Regions from separate parts of the Sus scrofa genome. Here region 2 is linked to region 1. Evidence: chromatin contacts called from public HiChIP or PLAC-seq data. All regions are on one chromosome and are shown on one strand. Each heading gives the region's core, a stretch centred on a gene start, on an enhancer-like site or on the middle of the called end of the contact. The rest is flanking DNA. Distances are from core to core; before and after follow the strand shown. Region 1 holds the start of STN1 (STN1, CST complex subunit). Region 2 holds the start of GSTO1 (glutathione S-transferase omega 1).

Region 1 (4,078 bases), core at 747-3,246:
TAAAGGCCATCACCCCAGGAGGAGTTAAGCCCTTATTACGCCCCTGATATTTCCTTGAGCACCTACAGAAGAGCTTTAAGCAAGGCTGGCATTTGGTGAGAATTAATTTCTTCCCAAGGAGATGAGCTATAAGGAATACCAGATTGTTCTGGAAAACAGACAACTACGGGGGAAGATGGCTGCCTTCCAAGGAAAAAAAACCAGATCATTTCCAACAATAATTAGAAAATAAAGGTGTGGTGAAAAATCTGTACAAAAGGCTTTAGTATAAGGTCATGCAAATACATTTGTACATACAACGGGAAAATACACAAAATGGGGTCTCATTAAAATGGTGCATATTTGAGATTCTTAACTACTTCTGACTCAGAGCCTGCTAGTCATTCAAAATAGCAAAGAGAGTTTCACCAAACTTCTCATGTAGCACAGTAAACATATGAAGATGTTTACTGCAATTCACAGCAATGTGAATTATTTAAACCTACCCCAAACTGTATTCGTTATATTTGGGGGTATGACCATAACTCTAATAAAAAAAATGATTTGAGTTTATATGTATACTGTGTTGCTCCAGTTACTATTTCTTGAGAACTCACCATATGCCAGGCACTGTTAAGCCACAGATTACAGAGGTGAACAAGGCTCCTCTTCTCAGGGAGTTTATATTGATTCTCTTCTATTCAAAACAAAACCAAACCCCACAAGAAAATCAGGTATGGTTAATCCTCATTTTACAAAGAAGATGCCTAACTTTACCAGTGAGTCACATCCCCAGACCAGGAAAGTGGCCACAGTTAGGAAAGGGAGCAAGGCCTGATATTTCTACCATGAGCAGACCCTCAGAAAAACAACCAAGCTTTTTAAAATATGACAGACCTCAAACCCAGGTAAAAACATGCCTCATATAAAGGTTACTCCTCCAAGCATCTATTTAAAAAATAAAAATAAAAAAGATTTAGGAGTTCCCTTCTTGGCTCAGCAGTTAACGAACCTAAGATCCATGGGGATGCAGGTTCGATCTCTGGCCTCCCTCAGTGGGTTAAGGATCCGGCATTGTCCTGAGCTGTGGTGTAGGTTGCAGACTTGGCTCAGATCCCGTGTTACTGTGGCTGTGGTGTAGGCCAACAGCTGTATCTCTGATTCAACCCTTAGCCTGGAAACTTCCATATGCCACAGGTGCGGCCTCAAAAAAAAAAAAAAAAAAAATTTAGACTGTTTTGAACTTGCTTAGAAATGAACTCCTTTGAGGATCCAGGTTAGATCAGCTTCAAAGCCTGCAGCTGTATGGGCTCTCTCTCCTAAGCCTCTAAGCCCCAGATTTCTGCAGCTTTGGGAAACGGTGGAATGCAGATGCAGCACAGAGAGTCACCAGGCCGACCAGCCACATACCTGGCACCTGGCGGGACTCTTTCAAGTCCAGGATATCCCTAATGTAGAGTTTGGCAAAGGCTAGAAACACTGGATCCAAACCCCACAAAAGGGAAGGCGGTTCCTCTTCACACCGGCTGGATTCAGACTGCATCACTGCATCAGGAGGCCTCCAGCCAACCCAGAGTCGAAGATCTAGATGGGAGACACAAAAATCAGGACGCAAAGCAGTTAAAGTGGATGAATCTGGCACAGCCTCTAATCTGATCTCTGCGCAGGAATCCAGAAGTCTGGGAGGAGTAAACCCAGGGGCCCAAGGCCCGTCAAACTGTACGCACCAAGGGCCTGAGGAAAGAGGCGTTCTTTGCCTGAGGACCTGTGAGTTCCTGAAGCTCTTCCCCAGGAATTTCTGCCCCACGGGAGTGTTTCTCCTTCTCCAAAAAGTACCAATTTTGAAACGGTTAAACACCAACTTTCACTTTGGGGAGAGAGAGCCATACAGGCGTACCCTGAAACCGATTTAATGGGTGGGTCCAAAGAGGAATGGGCGCCCTCGCGGCCAGACACAAGAGGGGCAGAGAGGGTGGGTCTGTCCGAGGCTCTGCCCCTGCACCTTCCGGTGCCCGGGATGAGACTGCGAGAAGGAGGAAAAGGAAACGAAAAGCAGACCCGCTAGTTGCCCCGCCCGTCACGCCCGCGCCGCTAGCCCGCAGGTCTCCCGAGCGCGCAGGCCCGGCTTTCCGGCGCTAGGAGGCCGCCGGCGCTCACGGTCTGGAGGCCGTGCCGCCGGCCCCGCCCAGAGCTGGAGCGCACGGCCCGGGCCCCCGCTGGCCCTCCCGGCGTGCGGTCCGGCGTGGGGGGTGGGGCCCAACTTCGCCCCGCGCGCGGGACTAACCCCTGTGTTCCCGCCCCTGCCTTCCCTTCGGACCGCCTGCGGCTCCGCCCACCCCAACGACGCCCCGCCCCTCTTCGTCATGACCGCACCCTTTGTGCATCCCTCCTTGGCCTCTGCCGATACCCTTTTCCAGGTGGCAGCCGAGCGGGGCTGTAGGCCGGGCTGTGCGGGCTCCGTTTGTCTCTAGTTGCGCCCGCCACGAGCCTCCACGGGAGCGCAGAGCCAAAGTCTCCGGGCCCTGGGAGCTGGCCCTGAAATTCCTGCTGCCCAAACCCCACTTTCCAACTCCTCCCTTCACCCCATTCCCCTAGTGGTGAGACCCTGAGCCTTGACTTTGGAGAGGTGGGAATGGTTCCCGATCTATTAATTGAAGAAAAAAGCAACACCAAAAGCAGGGTTACATTGTGGCATATTTTAGGTGTTTATTTACACTTAATAAATGATCTACCAATACACGCACTTTCTGGGACTCTACAGTCTCACTTTAGATAATGTCACTGCCTAAATTTGAGTCCTTGAGTGAATGTGAGGTCTTGACTCTACTCGAGAGTAGTCTTCTTTGCAAGATCATGGCAAAGTTTGTCTCCTTCCCTTTTATTCTGTGTGTACTCCAGAATGTTGAACATCTAAGAATTTTGAAAACTGGCATTTTGGTAAGCTATGGCCACCTTGATGGTGCTTGTCCCCAGTAGTCCTAACTTAAAGTGAGAAGAAATAGCCATGGTACACTCTCATAAATAAATGAATAAGCCACATCATGACATTACTTGAGATGGCAGGAGTTCTTCCTAATTTACAGGAACTTTGTAAAATGGCAGAAGTACAGGTCTCGCTTGGCAGGAGATTCCCAGGGGAGTTAAGTGGTGGCCAAAGAAAAAATTGCTAAACTATTTAGCAGAGAAGGAACTTGAAGCAGCCGGATGGAAAATGTGTGTCATTTAGAACGATGGCATTTAATTACATCCCTGGTTACTGAAGAAGCTGAAAAACAAAGTCCTTGGTAAAGTATAGCATTGCCCAGACACTACCACAGTGAATGGTTGGGTCCATGGAGTTTAAGATTTAATTAAAAGAACACACCTTTCTGAAAGGGGGAGGTTCTTTTCAAGGAAGCACCCGTAGGACAGGTGCTTCCAGCTGACTTGTGAGATGGGGAGAGACAGGTTGGATGACATTTTTCTTACTGCACACATCTGCTTTAGGCTACAACTCAAGAAGAAAATCACTATTGCATGTATGAAAAGCCTGAGAAGATTTCAGGAATGACTCTTATGACTCTCAAATGTAGAGTACTAGAAACAAGGGCTCTTGGGGACTCCAAGCTTACGGCTGGCCTTGGGGAGGGCCACACCCCATTTGCGGTGAACAGGGCAGACTGCCTTCCACCCTGCCAAGGAAGTCATCATTCACGTTGAAGGGAGGACTCCTTCGAATCTAGGGATGTTCGTTTGGATCTGAGCTCAAAATGCAGAGTAGGTTACAACTGAATCCTAAGGTGAGATGTGGAACAATTTCCTAGACTGCTGAAGCATCTGGAGGAGTTTGGGAAGGTCCTTTTCCCTGTCATCTCCATCAGGCTAGATTTCAGGTTCCCCAAGCACTTGCCTAGAGATGTGCACAAGGACTCCTAAAATCATGAACACAAAAGGGCTTGGGATTCCACAATGCTGCAAAGCGGATATTTCAAAATCCAACAGTCGACATAGTGCTAGGAACTTTTCTTATGGCTTCTCAATGTGAAATAACTTGGTCTGGCAAGCATTTTTAACAGATGAGACAACCCTTTCTAGAAAGTGAAGGCTTTATAAAATTTAT
Region 2 (3,970 bases), core at 181-2,680, 360 kb after region 1:
ACCATCTTTCTGAGGTTAGCAATATCCAGATATGGGCTGTTTTCTTTGGGTGAAAATTAAAAGTGTAATGGAGCAAGACTGTATGAGGCTCTTACTGTAGAAAAGAATAATGGGACATTCTTTTCCCTGCTAATAAAAAGGAAAAACAAAGTAAATGGCTGTGGGAACAGCAAAAACAGGCCTTAAAGTGTTAAGCAGCCCTAATTTTAACTGTTTTTAGCTATCGCTAATCTTGAGTTCATGTAACTAGATTTGTCCCTCACAGAGCTAGTTCCTTAATCACTCTCTGAATTATTTCCAGCACCTGGCATTCCTTTCTCCTCACTCTCCCTTGTAGTATTCTTCATTTCAGAGAAGAAAGTCTCAGGCTGATAACCGCAGAGAGAGCAGAACCAGTTACTGATCTACCTGATGCGAGCTGTGACTGGATGTTTTGTAGGAGGAAAAAGGATGCGAGGCTGACACAGCTTTGATCTCAATCACCTATCCCTAGACAATGAGCCCTGACTGTAGGACTTCTTCCTTTTCCCAAGGATGGGGAACACAGTCTGTGACAATGACCTACTGTGTTCCCTCTTTGCCTGGCAAATACATAAAGCTACTCTTTCTATTTCCTCCAAAACTCTGTCTTCATATTTTTATTTGGCATCAGTGCACAGAGGCAGCAGAGATTTCAGTAAAAGGTGACAGGGTGAGAGGAGAGACAGCAGCCTTCCCAGTAGTTATATTAGGCTAGTACCAACAGAAAAAGGAAAAGGCTCTCCAGGTGGCTGGGCGACCTGGTCTCAGGTCCTGGAAAAAGGAAACTCTAGAGAACATATTCTGGAATCCTGGGTGTGCACTGGGTCTGGGGCCACAGGCCCTAAAGTCAGGGAGGCCTCGGGGCAGAGGGAGAGCAGCGACCAGGTCGGAGTAATGTGAGGGCTGCCAGGGAGCACCTCCCTGCGGCCTGGGCACTGGCTGAGGGAGATCAGAGTCAGAGTCAGGGTCAGGCGCGGACCCCAGCAGGGTGGACCGGAGACCACCATCGCTCGGGGTCAGAAAAGGCTCTTGAGGATTTAGATCTTCTATTGTGCATCTCGGAGTGCGTGCACCTCATGGCCAGCATGATGAACTGTGGCATAACAGCCACCTGCGGTGTTTTAAGCCTCGCTCTCACTAAACCAGGAAGGCCAGCCCTGGGTGGAATTGCTCCAGGCGGGCATCTCCGCCGGCCGCAATTCGCCTCCAGGCGCCCGGGTTGAGGGCGGCGCCTTCCTTTAAGCGCTGGGTGAGAAAGTGCCTGTGTGCTGGTCGGGCCGCCACTGGGCTCCTGCGCGCCTGTTTGCTTCCAGCGTGGGCGGAGCGCGAGGTCCTGGGCACACCTCCCTGAAGAGCAAGTGAGCCCAGAAGTGGCCTTTCGGGAGGGCACTTCTGGAAGAGATAGGGAGGGAGAGAGTGGCGACCGACTTCCTGAATCGCTGGGCAACTCAGGAAGAGAGCTCAACCCCTGCTGCGCCAAGATGTCTGGAGGATCAGCCAGAAGCCTGGGGAAGGGTAAGGCCGGCCCACCACGATCTGCGGGAAAAATCTGAGCGACCCTCGGCCACGTGTCCGGGAGCCGCTGCTCTGGAGCTGAGCCAGCCATAGGGGGGCCCCCACCTGGGAGAATCGGCCCTGGCCTCAGCGAGCTAGGGCCAGGCCCGGGGTCTGCGGGAGGCCACGGGTCCCAGATACTCTCTGGGCTGTAACTGCCTCCCCTTCTTCCCAACAGGAAGTGCGCCCCCGGGGCCGGTCCCCGAGGGCCTGATCCGTGTCTACAGCATGAGATTCTGTCCTTTCGCCCAGAGGACTCTCCTGGTCCTGAATGCCAAGGGAATCCGGTGAGAACCAAGGCAGCAGCAGCTCTCCTCTCAGGCCAAGAACCAGCTGCTGCAAGCGGCGCGAGTGGGAATCTCAGACAGGGTCCCCATAGCTTCTTTTACTGCAAAATAAATTATTCTCAAACTTTTGGGAGGACATGTAAAGCTATGAACCTAATCCTTTCCTCCGAGGGCAGTGGGAATGCTACAGACTCCACCAGTCTAGAACACCGCATTTAGATTAACAATTTAATGGATCCAGAAAGCTGAAGCTTCAGTAAAGTTAGTGATAGGCTGGGATCACTCGACTGGTATTCAGGTGAGGCTCTTTTAGCTCTGGTAGATTCCCGATTCCTGGTGCACTGTCTTTTCCCTTTCACGCCATTTCTCCATTCTTATCTGGCTTATTTGATATCCTTTCCTGTTATTCTGAAGATAAGATCCCTTCCTGAATTGTTGATTCACCCCAGTCCAGAGTCCAGACCTTGACCTTCCTCCTGGCAGAGTGCTGACATAACTGTACTTTGTATATTTCTAAAGGTTGGATTGTTTGCTGAGTCACAGGAAGTGTCTATGCCTAAAAATTCAGACTTTGGGGAAGAGTCATTGAAACCTGTATGGTGATGACAAATGGGTTATCTGCAGGAAATATGCAAGTCACTTCAGTTTTCTCTGTTAAATATCCATTGTCACTACCTCTCTTCCAATGACTTTTGGAATCTGTTGAACAGACATTAGATGTGGAGGTTTAAAACCAGCCCCTATTCTTAAGAAAATTTCCATTTATGTGCTTAGAGTTCGTAAATTAATTTTAGTTTTCTAGGTGGAGAATTAGGCAAGCAATTCTTTTCCCTAAAAGAAACATAAGATGAGGAGTTCCCTTCATGGTGCAGGGGAAACGAATCCGACTAGGAACCATGGGGTTGTGGGTTCGATGCCTCGCCTCACTCAGTGGGTTAAGGAACCAGCATTGCTGTGAGCTGTGATGTAGGTTGCAGATGAGGCTCGGATCCCAAATTGCTGTGGCTGTGGTGTAGGCCAACAGCTTCAGCTCTGATTAGATCCCTAGCCTGGGAGCCTCCATTTGCCTCGGGTGCGGCCCTAAAAGGACAAAAGACAAAAAAAAAAAAAAAAAAAGAATTGTAAGATGTGCTCTTAAAAAAATGAATTATTTTTGGATTAGCTATCACTGCAGTAAAATTTGCATCTTATTTGGATGAAACTGATTCTAAACACATAGCAAAATACGCAATATTTGGTGAAATTTATCCAAAACTATTTTTATCCAAATACAGTAATATTTCCTGTATTAGTAAGTATTCATTTATTGCAAGAAAGGGAAATACAATTAAAATTTGATTAAAAAAAAAAGCACCATATCTTCTGCTCATACAATTATAAAGTAAGTCCAGAAGCAAGACACAGCTATTATGCTGTGGCACTAAGTCATGGGTTAGTGTCTTTCTGGAACTCTAGGTTGAAGACAACCCTACCTTGTTTACTGAGACAGTTTTCCAAAGGAAAACTGAAGTGATTATACCATGTACATGTGTGTATATGGAAGGTAAAGAGTAATAACAGCTGCTAAGTAGCACAAACAGAGGTCTTCTATGTTCATGGATTAGTTTTGAGTCCCAGGAGATTTCCATTAGTGTACTAGATTTTACCATCTGATAGACTCTAATAAAGCATGGTTTTCTCTAAAGGCACATCTTCCAACTTGTTTGGCAGGGACCTTGACTTGTTGGCTCATGTTGCCAAGTTACCAAGATGCATGTGTGTTCTGAGAACCTTCTTTATTACAAAAGCCCAGTATTTACCTTTCTGTTTCATGGCAAAAAAAAAAAAAAAAAAAAATTCAGAAATGATAATTTCCTTGGCAAGGAGATTAGTTTTTCTTGCAGTGGCTTGTATCTGTGTGTTCAGTGGTCTGTAAGCACATGAACCTTTTGGCACACAGAGGCCAGTGTTCAATCCATGGCCTGGTGAGGGGTGGGGTGTTGCATATTTAAATCCTCAAGCTAGGAGTTCCCGTCTTGGCGCAGTGGTTAACGAATCCAACTAGGAACTATGAGGTTGCGGGTTCGGTCCCTGCCCTTGCTCAGTGGGTTAATGATCCGGTGTTGCCG

What was found. HiChIP or PLAC-seq counts read pairs in DNA pulled down with a chosen protein or histone mark.
Region 2: an H3K27ac HiChIP or PLAC-seq map of alveolar macrophages shows a contact between it and region 1. The contact joins the promoter of GSTO1 here to the promoter of STN1 in region 1. A contact is called at or near these places in 1 of 5 promoter capture datasets (fetal liver), 1 of 47 Hi-C or Micro-C datasets (heart right ventricle) and 1 of 2 datasets of contacts at active chromatin or transcription factors (alveolar macrophages).

The regions. Positions count from the first base shown.
Region 1 is chr14:114,848,892-114,852,969 of Sscrofa11.1, forward strand. STN1 (STN1, CST complex subunit) reads right to left here and starts at 1,997. Exons shown (of 10, transcript NM_001243685.1): 1 at 1,877-1,997; 2 at 1,390-1,563. The coding sequence starts at 1,522.
Region 2 is chr14:115,205,004-115,208,973 of Sscrofa11.1, forward strand. GSTO1 (glutathione S-transferase omega 1) reads left to right here and starts at 1,431. Exons shown (of 6, transcript NM_214050.2): 1 at 1,431-1,536; 2 at 1,754-1,862. The coding sequence starts at 1,503.